2 separate regions of the Lactuca sativa genome follow, and region 2 is linked to region 1. The links are chromatin contacts, called in public Hi-C maps. All regions are on one chromosome and are shown on one strand. Each heading gives the region's core, a stretch centred on a gene start, on an enhancer-like site or on the middle of the called end of the contact. The rest is flanking DNA. Distances are from core to core; before and after follow the strand shown. Region 1 holds the start of LOC111896617 (UDP-glycosyltransferase 88B1). Region 2 holds the start of LOC111883351 (protein DETOXIFICATION 27).

The links. A called contact is a pair of places that touch in the nucleus more often than the background predicts.
Region 2: a Hi-C map of leaf shows a contact between it and region 1, with 2.6 times the contacts expected there. The contact joins the promoter of LOC111883351 here to the promoter of LOC111896617 in region 1. A contact is called at or near these places in 2 of 4 Hi-C or Micro-C datasets (both in leaf).

What each region holds. Positions count from the first base shown.
Region 1 is chr2:153,757,766-153,763,437 of Lsat_Salinas_v11, reverse strand. LOC111896617 (UDP-glycosyltransferase 88B1) reads right to left here and starts at 4,390. Exons shown (of 1, transcript XM_023892594.2): 1 at 3,662-4,390. The coding sequence starts at 4,390. The coding sequence ends at 3,662.
Region 2 is chr2:153,888,782-153,894,586 of Lsat_Salinas_v11, reverse strand. It overlaps LOC111883351 (protein DETOXIFICATION 27), which reads left to right and starts at 3,249. Exons shown (of 8, transcript XM_023879675.3): 1 at 3,249-3,671; 2 at 3,750-4,291; 3 at 4,452-4,538; 4 at 4,956-5,012; 5 at 5,106-5,344; 6 at 5,435-5,553; 7 at 5,797-5,805. The coding sequence starts at 3,357.

The sequences.
Region 1 (5,672 bases), core at 3,141-5,640:
TGACTTTGCATAAGGCTATCCGGAGTAGAGCCATTATCAACGATGTTATGCGCATTATCAACATGAACGCTACCCTAAGGGTGACATGGTGGGTTTTGGTTTGAACCACGATGGAGCCGTTATCGACGGTGTTATGCGCATTATCGACATGAACGCTACCCTAAGGGTGACGTGGTGGGCTTTGGTTTAAACCACAACGTACTCTCTCTCTCTCTCTCTCTCTCATACACTACCCTAAGGGTGATTAGTTCTGGTATTTTTCCTTGTTAAGTTACTCTTTTTAGCTTGGTTAAAGTTAATTTTTAGGGGCCAAAGTGCAAGAAAATGATACTTGATCATACACATGGGTCATACGATCATTTCCTCAACTTTAAATGGCCTAAAATGAAAGTTATTAAGTATTTAAAGAGGATAAACCCTAAAATCCCGGAATCATATCATTTAGCAACCACCAAACTTTAATTAGTAGCCTCAAAGTGCCTTTGAAGTGAGTTCTTAAGTGTGGTTTCAATACTTGAAGATTTTGTGAAGATCCAAGAAGTTAGTGATTTTGGTGCTTTCAAGTGGAGATAATTCTTTGTAGAGATCAATATTTCTTCATTTCTACTTCTCCTATAAATTCATCACATTTCCAGATGTATAATCTACTCAATCATATTTGTTTTCTACCAATCTTGTAATTCATGTCGGATTGTTGTGGTGGTGTCCATGTTCATGCACTCAACAAAGGGTTTTAACATGTTTTGGACATCCAAATGATTAGCACCAAGCCTTAGGTCGACGTAGACATCTTAAGTGAGTCCCTTTTGGTTGAAATTGTCATTTGGTTGGCCAGAAATCGATTTGGAACAACAAAGGTCAGTAAACTCCCATTTTTATAAAGTTTACATTAAAGTTAACACATTTGTTCATAAACCATAATTCAAAATCATAGTTAAAATGAAATCAATGTGGAATCTCAAATCATAAAACCGTTGATGTGTGTACAATCCCGCATTCGCCGTCTGATAAGTACCTGAAAACATTTGAATCAACAACTATAAGTCAAAGCTTAGTGAGTTCACCCAAAATACCACACAACCAATTTGGAACAACAAAGGTCGTTAATATCGGAAATTGTATGACGTAAAAGTGTGGCACGCTCAGCCCAGGCGCGGTGCGCCTAACAAATAGGTCCACTTCTATTTTGCCGTTTGGTGTCATTTCTGATCTGGACCTTTCCAATCAATTGTAGGGTTCTTTTTGGTTGTTGTTTTCGTAACTCACTTCATTGGACTAGAGGAGAGTCTTTCTTTATGGTTGTTTTAATACATGAGTTTTGGGGATTTAAATGTATTGTTACAAGTCTTTGGTCTAAGATTTTATGTGTGATGATATAATCTAATTATGTGTAAAATATAAGCAACAATTCATTTTATTTTATGTGAAATATATAACTAGGGTGATTAATATGTTAGATGTCATAATATGTGGGTCTATGCATGTTTTGAGTGGTTAAATTCATGATACAAGTGAGGAATGGAATTGTTGTGATAATGAAGAGTGGTGCATGATATAAATCAGTTATGATATATTATGTATGGTTAAAAAATGCATGTTAGAAAGTATATCATCAAAAGTTGAATTTGTTACATGTTTTTGTATGATGTTATGTGGAAATTTTTATGGCATGCTTTGGTAGTATGAATTGTGGTGTATTATGACTTGAATTATTAAACTAATAACAAGCATGAATACATAACATGAATTTTGAGGTGTGTGTATGTCCCATGTAAGTGAAGTAATTAATTAAAGACTGTTAAAAATGGGGATACATAGTGGAGGTAAAAAGGGGTAGAAACCTAAACTTAGATGTGTATCCTATTCGGATATTGCGACAGAACAATATCGTTGGACAAGAGCTTAAGCCAAAACATAGTCAAGTGGTTTTCTATATAACCATTTTGAAACATGGTACTCGTACACAACGTTGCATAGGGACTGAAGTGATGTTGGTACGTGTAGAAGCCATATTAGGCATCATATTTGGGTAGGGGTATAAGTGTAGAAATACCAAGCAAACCACTCTCGAACGACAATGCATCGTACTTGTAAATGCAGCGTTACGAGTAGTCAACGCAACGAATCAAGGGGCAATGTTATGGGTGAGAGTCGTGCCTCACCATGTGCATTGGGTCGACCTAGTCACGTTAGTAGCGAACAAGGTCTTTTAAAAGGGAAAAATGTAGGAGAGTTTAGACCCATGTTAGCGATGGACATAGGAGTAATTATAGCGATGGTAAAATACATAATTACTATAGTGAAATGTCAATAATTAATATATTCATAATATGTTAATAAACGGAGCATGATTGTTTGGTAGGAATATGTAGTATGGGTGCTTCTATGATTAAATGTATTGTATGATATATATGCATGTTTCCATACCTATACCTATGTATTTGAGATTGACTCGCTATACTGATGCAAATACTTGTTTCTTTGCTTGTTTTGGACCTTGCATTGAAACATGTAGCTTGATTTTTTTGGCTTGGTGAGGTTAGGGTAAGTTTTGGGGTAGTCACTTTTAACAATGATACCGTTTCGACATGTCGTGATGTTTCAGTTACATTTGGTTTTGGTATTTTTTTTGGAAACACTTTTACAAATTACGTTTTGATGGATTGGTTTTGAACGTTTTGAAGTAAGTAATGTTGGTGATATTTTATAAATAACTAATTAAGACTTTTGTTGCTATAATATGTTAAATGATGATTTAAATAAAAACGAGATGAAAAATCACGATGTTACAGATATTTGGTATGGTGATATCCCTTTGAACGAGAGATTTCCTAATATCTATGTTATGGAATCTAATAAAGATTGCTTGATTAGCAAAAAGGTACAATTTAATCATGGTATAGATAATCAATTGAGATGGGAATGAGCGAGACAACCGATAAGGGGTCAGGAAGAAAATCAACTATTAGCACTACTAGAAAAACAGCCTTTTACGACGCGCAAAACACGACGCTCTTTAATTTATGTTACGCATTAGAGAGTGACATTAAAAAAGTATCATCTCTTCAAAAATTTTAAGGATTTATGTCGCGCATTACTGAGTGCCTTTAAATTAGTGTCTCATGTAAAAATATTAAAAACACGGAAGGCACTTGTGCTTCATCTGTGAATGTCGTTTTATATTTTTTTTAAGAAACGCGCGTGTCCGAGGGAAAATGAAATCCCCAAATTTTTTAAACCCCCATCTTCTTCTCCCTCGTCTCCACCCCTCATCCACATCCACTGCCTCCACCCCTCAGCCAAATTACAAATGGATGGTAAATTAAGGTTAAGGGTTTGAGATTTCTTCCAAATCGACCCTCACACCAAATGGTTCGATCTCCTCTCTTTTTACCTTGTTCGTTCTACTGATGCCTCCACCTTCTACCATCGATGTTGATCTTCGAATTAGCAACAAGAAGCCCTAGGGCCTCTTCCTTCACCCACCTCCAGCACCTCCAACAAGAAGCCCTAGGTCCCCCCGCCTTCACCCACGTTCTCACATGTTAAAACACGCCATCCCAAAATTGGAAAAACTAGGGCTTTTGTGCTTTGGATCTCACAGGAAACAAGTTTTCCTCGTCCCCACCTCGCCCATCCAAATTCCTTCTTCTTCAAATGATTAAATGTTCTTACCTCTCAATCGTACCTGAATCAATATCTCTGTCTCTCTTGTGTCTATTCTCTCAACCAAATACACTCGATTCATCTTTTGTTCCGCATACAATGGCCATGCCACCAGTGGCACCCCAGCTACCACCGCTTCAAGCACCGAGTTCCACCCACAATGACTCACAAATCCACCCACGGACTCATGACTAAGTATCGCCGGCTGTGGTGCCCAATTCTTCACCACCATCCCCTTATCCCCAATCCTGCCCTTAAACCCGTCAGGAAGAATCGCATCCAGACCGACTTCTTTATCACCACCGGAATTCGAGTCGGTTTTTTTGTCATCTGGTGGCGGATCTCGAACCACCCACAAGAATCTTTGCTCACTTTTCTCTAAACCAATAGCTATTTCCTTCAACTGCTCCTTCTTCAACACACCCTGACTCCCAGAGCATAAAAACACTACACTTTTACTCGGTTGTGAATTCAACCATTTTAAGCACTCGTTTTTGCTAGGATCCACATGATTTCCACCGACGATCAAAGGTCCGATGAAATAAATAGGCGGAGTTGGACCGTTGGGGATGCATTTACTTTCCCGGAGCGCGTCAACAGCCCTTTCTTCAAACCCCACGAAGGTGTTTGCCATTGGGGATGCAAATTCATCGTCTTCTTCAAAACACCCTTCCAAATTTCTTAATTTTGTTGCTCTTGGCAATACCGTAAGTTTGTCATACATGCGCTCTTTTGATCCAACTACTTGCTTTTGTGTTGATTGACTAAGTCAGTGGATCTCTCGATATGTTTTTGTTGTGATCCCTATTTTTGATGGATCTTTTTCTAAATGTAGTTGGGAACTATTTTTGCTTAGATTCCAATTTAGCATATAGGTGATTCAAAACTATTGCTTGCAGCAGAAACTCATCTACTGTTGCTTAATGCCATATGTCGAAGTATTAATTTGCATTATGCTTTCTACTAGATCAAGCTCCACTCATCAACTGCTAGGGGTCTACTGTTTAGCTAATCATGGAGCCAATCTGATCTTGCTAGCCTACCCTTTTGCTTTTTCAGGTTTACCAATTTATGGATCTTAAATAGTTCATTTCTAATTATGGGCTACCAATTGTTCAGAGTACAGGTAAATCAGCAGTTTTGAACAGTTTGATTGGGCATCTTGCTCTGGTACGACCTTCATTTTTCTTTATTTTCATATTCAATCTGGACATATATATTCACTTTATGTTTTTTCTAATTCATTATGATAACAAAACAAGTCATTTCAATTTTCAAATTAAGTTGAGCAGCCAACTGGTGAAGGTGGTGCAACTCGTGCACCTATATGTATTGAATTAAAGAGGGATGGTAACTTAAGCAGCAAATCAATTGTAATGCAGAATTGCAGATTGATAGAAAATCCCAACCTGTGTCTGCAAGTAAGTCCTCATGTCATACTTAAGGGCTTAAGCCAATTCGACACACACATACACACACATTTAGTAATAGGGTTCTATATATATATATATATATATATATATATATATATATATATATATGATTATTGAATCTGAATGCTCTTTTTGTCCACCAACAGGTGCTCTTCGACACTCATTACAGGATAGGCTTAGTAAAGTTTCAAACAAGAGTCGGGATGAAATATTTTTGAAGCTTAAAACAAGTTTGGGTGAGTCTGTTTGCTTAAAAATATCAAGAATTTGACAAATGCATCATAGTAATTCGGTTTCTTTTTATACCACTTAGGCTTGATTGTTTGTTTGCTTCATTTTTTTTTAAAAAAAATTCTATGTTTTTGACATATTCGAGATACAATTTAATTCCTTGTTTGATGTATTTCACTATTCCTAGGGGAGGGTGAATCATAATTCATTTTATTTAGTTTTTTAAATATTTTTAGTTACAATCTTTGCAGGATATCTCTTTAGGAGTCGCGATTGGCTCCTCAACACAAATATATATGTTTGTTGTACGTGTTTTTTTCTCTGTATATTAAAAGAAAGGTT
Region 2 (5,805 bases), core at 2,000-4,499, 130 kb before region 1:
CAATGCAGTTAGTTCCGGACTCCGGTCCGATGCAGGGGACAAGGTCCCAGTTAGTTCCGGACTTCGGTCCGATGCAGCTAGTTCCGGGCTTCGGTCCGATGCAGTCAGTTCCGGACTTCGATCCGATGCAGTCAGTTCCAGACTTCGGTCCGATGCAGCTAGTTCCGGACTTCGGTCCGATGCAGTGGGCAAGGCCCAGTATGTGTTTTATATGTTATTGCATGGTATGTGGTACATTGGGGGAGCTCACTAAGCTTCGTGCTTACGGTTTTCAGTTTTGGTTTCAGGTACTCATTTTTCAAAAGAGGAGCTCGAGAAGATTGTAGTGCACACACCATAGTCAGTTAGCATGGGAATGTTTGACTCTGATAATGAGATTATGTTTTGAATTAACACTCTAAAAATTATGTTATGATTTATGATACAGTTTTGTAAATATGGTTTTAGTAATGTTTTAAAAGAAATTTTTAGTCGTGATTTTTGGGTCGTTACAATAATAATATACTATATCATTGAATATGTACACTATATCATGTATCATATTCTAAACGAAATATGGAACTAATTGAGTAGTTCAACAAACAAAAATCAAAGTAGACTACAATATTCTATATCTGTACATGTAGAATATCCAGAATCCAAACTAAATAATCATTAGTTGAAACGAGTTCATTGCTTGAGTGTGATTCTTTAGCACCATCATTAATTTAACCTACAAAAAAGTATTCCATTAATATTTACTATTGTATAAATATTTACAAAATTGTATTCTAAACTTAATTTTTTGAATATGTAAGGGCCTATGAGTAATGGTTTTCAATTATTCTAAAAAGAATAATATAGTATGTACTATGCAATGTAATAAAAAATATGATGAAATGGGACCAAGTACCACTTCTGCTTCATGCTAAACTAGTCCAAATTCATCTTTTACTTCACATGCTACTGACAATGAGGATAGTAACTAACCTAAACCTTTCACTCAGAAAATCAAAATAATAAAAACAATGAGGAACCATGTTTCAAGCTTCAAGCATCAACATAGTCTGAGATTTCCCAACAATGATTACACCAATCTTTCATATATACACCATTTAGTGTACCTGTCTAAATATGATGGAAAAAGAATAACATTTATATCAACAAGAATATGATTTAATTATTTAGAGGAAAACCAAAGATAAAACGTGTTCCAAGCTCCAAGCATCAACATGGTCAGATATTTCCCTACGATGCAAGCACCAATCTTTCAAAATCGAAACAGGCATAAATATACATCATGATACTTAAAATAAAACATAAAACATACAATTATTCTAATCATTATAATATACAATTCTATCAGGATTTATACAAAATTATGCTAAAATCAATCTCCAACCTTTTGTGTTTGAAAAAAAATCATATTTAAACAAAATAGTAGTGAAGCTAATATGAGAAGCAAACATTATATTATTTTTCACCAATTGTGACTCATGTTTTGTAAGTATACACATATTCTTAAAGAGGACTTAAGTCGTAGGAAGGAGGGAGGGATACATAAGACTCGTTATTCATTCAGGACTTTCATCAAACAAGTAGAGTGCATTTTTAGTTTAAGAGAATTTGCTCAATAATAATAATTTTTTGTACATACCTCATTAATTTATAGAAAGAATGCATATTAGCTTAAAGATTCGCTGTTGTTGCTTGCTTTTCTTTAAGTAATATGTGCTCGAATGCGTAGGAAAAAAATATATCTTGAAACAAATTATTAATAGCTAAAATCAAAGCCTCTAATTGAGAATACATCTAAGATGATGAATTGCTGAAATAACAGATTTGGTTGTAAAAAATCAAAGCTAGAAAACTGTTGGAAATCGACATCAATTAATGATCGTTTTGATGATGATGATGAACTGATGAAAATTAATGAATAGACTAACAATCGAAACTTGAAGTTCTTGAAGATCATACTTTTAGTTTCGATTTCATCAGGTGAAAGAGATAACTTTCTGCGGAGGATTTGATCGATTTGGTTACGATTGATAAAATCATCAAAAGAATGAGACGACATCTTGTTACGTTAAATGATGAATAGGAGATAAAACATGACTAGTTATTATGATCATAACATTGACTAAACTGCCCTAAGAATTTAATTAGACACCTTAATCTGGGTTATTTTTTAGCCACAAGATCAGTTTTGATTAAAGGCTAATATTTGGTCCTCATGTCTCACAAAATATAAATGGTCTCAAATGAACGTATATATATATATATATATATATATATATATATATATATATATATATATATATATATATACTCTAATAAATGAAGGTTTTTTTTGCCACATGTCATCTTTTCATTCATTTGGACACATGATATTTTGTAGAATTTTTAAATTTTCTATTTTCCATTTGTCATTTTATTGTATTTTTCATTTTATTAAATTAAAATTCCACATTTAATATGTAAGGTAATATACATAGAAGGTATTTATTAAAAATGGTGTATATATGTAATGTATTCAATATATTAAAGCCTCATTAATTTTAATTATTCAAAAAAATTCTCATTTTTCTTACAAATTCAAAATTTTCAAATTGTTAAAATTTCATATTTATTATTTTTTTAAATAAACTCATGTAATACATGGGTCTCACACCTAGTATATATATATATATATATATATATATATATATATATATATATATATATATATATATATATATATATCCCTATTCTAATAAAAGAATATTTTAATCTCTTTTTGACATGTGTTATCATATTAAACCTCATAATTAATGTAGATTTTATTCTTTTTATGACATGTATCATCGTATTATACCTTCTAATTAATGTATGTTACTTGTCAACTTACTAATTTTTAATTTCAAATTTTAAAATTTAAATTTCCTACTCTAATTACATTAAATTAATAACATTAGAATAAAAATTAAAATAAAATTAATATAAATTATAAGGTGATAAAATTTCATATATTTATTTAAATTAACGATTAAATTTTATATAACTAAAAAAATATCAGTTAATTAATAATTTATTTAAAATAATTGATTAATAATTTTGAGATCACTGATAAAATTTAATTAATTTTATAACCATAGTTTCCAGCATTATAAACTATATAACGGTATATATAAACCTAGTCAAGTATAATATTATCTTTGTCTATTCTAGGTTACTAGGTACAAAAGTTGAGCACGTCTACACTATCATAAAAAGAAAATATGAGTTAAATACCCAGGTCCAACGCATGAAGTCTTCTATATACACACCCCTCTCTCTCTCACATGTGACAGAGGAATTCAAGTAATAAATTAGAGAAAAAGGGAGGATAATCGAGAAAAATGGCGGGCATCAAAGGCACTGGTAGTCGAGTCGAGGAGCCAACACTTGTACCCTTGTTGGATCATACATCTTCAAACGTCGACTTGGTTTCAAAAACTTCAGACCAGCAAGACCTCGATCTCTCATTTCGACACCGGTTCTTGATTGAATCCAAGAAGCTATGGCACATAGTCGGCCCCGCCATCTTCAGCCGCATAGCCTCCTACTCCATGTTTGTCATCACCCAAGCCTTCGCCGGTCATCTTGGCGATCTTGAGCTCGCCGCCATCTCCATTGCCACCAGTGTCATTGTCGGCTTCGACTTCGGTCTTTTGGTAATATCTTTACTCTTTTCGAAATTTTGATTTCTGTTGATTTCTCTGAGATTCTAAACATTTTCATGTGGGATTTAGTTGGGGATGGCGAGTGCTTTAGAGACGTTATGTGGACAAGCATATGGAGCGAAAAACTATCGAATGTTAGGAGTGTATCTACAACGCTCATGGATTGTACTCTTCTTATGTTGTATTCTACTTCTACCGTTGTACATCTTCGCTTCACCGGTGCTGAAACTGCTCGGACAACCGGCAGACATATCGGAGCTCTCCGGTAAGGTGTCTATGAGTTTGATACCACTCCATTTCAGCCTTTGCTTTCAGTTCCCATTACAAAGATTTCTTCAGAGTCAGCTTAAGACGTATGTGATTGCGTGGGTGTCACTCGGTGCGCTGGTGGTTCATTCGGTGATGAGTTGGCTGGTTGTGTACAAACTTCAGCTGGGACTGGTTGGAACGGTGGTGACTCTGAACTTCTCATGGTGGCTGATCGTTATAGGGTTGTTCTGTTTCTCGGTATTCGGTGGTTGCCCGGAGACCTGGGGTGGGTTTTCCATGGAAGCCTTTACTGGACTGTGGTCATTTGTCAAACTCTCCGCCGCCTCCGGCGTCATGTTGTGGTAATTATCTCAGTTTCCGGTGCTTGGATTGACATTCTGTAACTATCGTATCTTTCTTGCAGCCGTATCAAAAGATTCGAAAAGAATCTAGTACCTTCGTACGATAAGACTCATGAAGCTTCATTTATTTAACACGAATGTCTTTTTTCGAAAATTGCAGTTTGGAGAACTGGTACTACAGAATACTGATCGTGATGACTGGGAACCTTGAAAACGCAAAAATTGCTGTGGATGCTTTGTCTATATGGTAATAAATTAATAATTCTCGTGGTCTAAATTTCTTTATTTGTATCTTTTGTGTGGTCGTTTTGTTTTTGGTTTTCATTTCTTTATATCTTGTCTTTTAGCCTTTTGTGACCTAAACTGTCTTTCTTGTATGTCCACATATTACAATTATCGTTGTTTTGGTCAGTGATTACATCACGTTTTTTGTTTTTTTTCTAATTATTTTTTATGTGTAAAGAGTTTTTTTTGGAAAAAAATAGAATATATTAATAAGTAACGCGGACGATGAAAAATCCTACTTGACATATACCATATTCGGACTGTTTTTATGTGGACCCATGATATATATAATTTTAAAAGGTATTAATGTATCATATACATAAGTTTAAATTAAAGATCAGTCAAAATTAATAAATGTTTATATGTTTTTATTGTGTAGCATGTCTATTAATGGCTTCGAACTCATGATCCCTCTTGGATTCTTTGCTGGAACGGGGTATGTTTGTTAACATTTAGATTCATTTTTTCATTTTGCCATGTCTGAAAATGTATCTAATTACATGTAATTATTAATACTTTATATGAACAGAGTTAGGGTTGCAAACGAGTTAGGAGCAGGAAACGGGAAAGGTGCTAGATTCGCTACCATAGTTGCAGTTACCACATCTGCAGTGATAGGCCTCTTCTTTTGGCTCTTGATCATGTTATTCCACAACGAGCTAGCGTTAATATTCACCAACAGTGAACCTGTGTTGGATGCTGTAAGCAAGCTTTCACTTCTCTTGGCTTTCACCATTCTTCTCAACAGTATTCAACCCGTTCTTTCAGGTAAACACCTCCTCATTTTAAATCAATATTCTCTCGGTTTTTCAAAGCTCTACAATCACTAATGCACAAACTATGTAATCTGATATATAGGTGTTGCTGTTGGTTCCGGATGGCAGTCATATGTAGCGTACATTAACTTAGGTTGCTACTATTTGATAGGAGTCCCGATGGGACTTGCCATGGGATGGCTTTTCCATCTCGGTGTCATGGTACAAGTTCTTCTCTTACAAGTGACTGAAATTTATTGGACTCGCCTAGATGTCACATGACATGACTAGATAGGCTTGATTATAGGGTCATTTTCTAAAGAGGATCGGTCCTTTTGTCCTGTTGATATTAGTTTCATTGAGAGTATAATGTACAATATGTCTTCATGTCATGTCATTTGTGACCTTATTTGCTTTTTTTTTTTTTGTGTGTGCAAAATCCAACATTTGTACATGTGGTTTTAGGGTATTTGG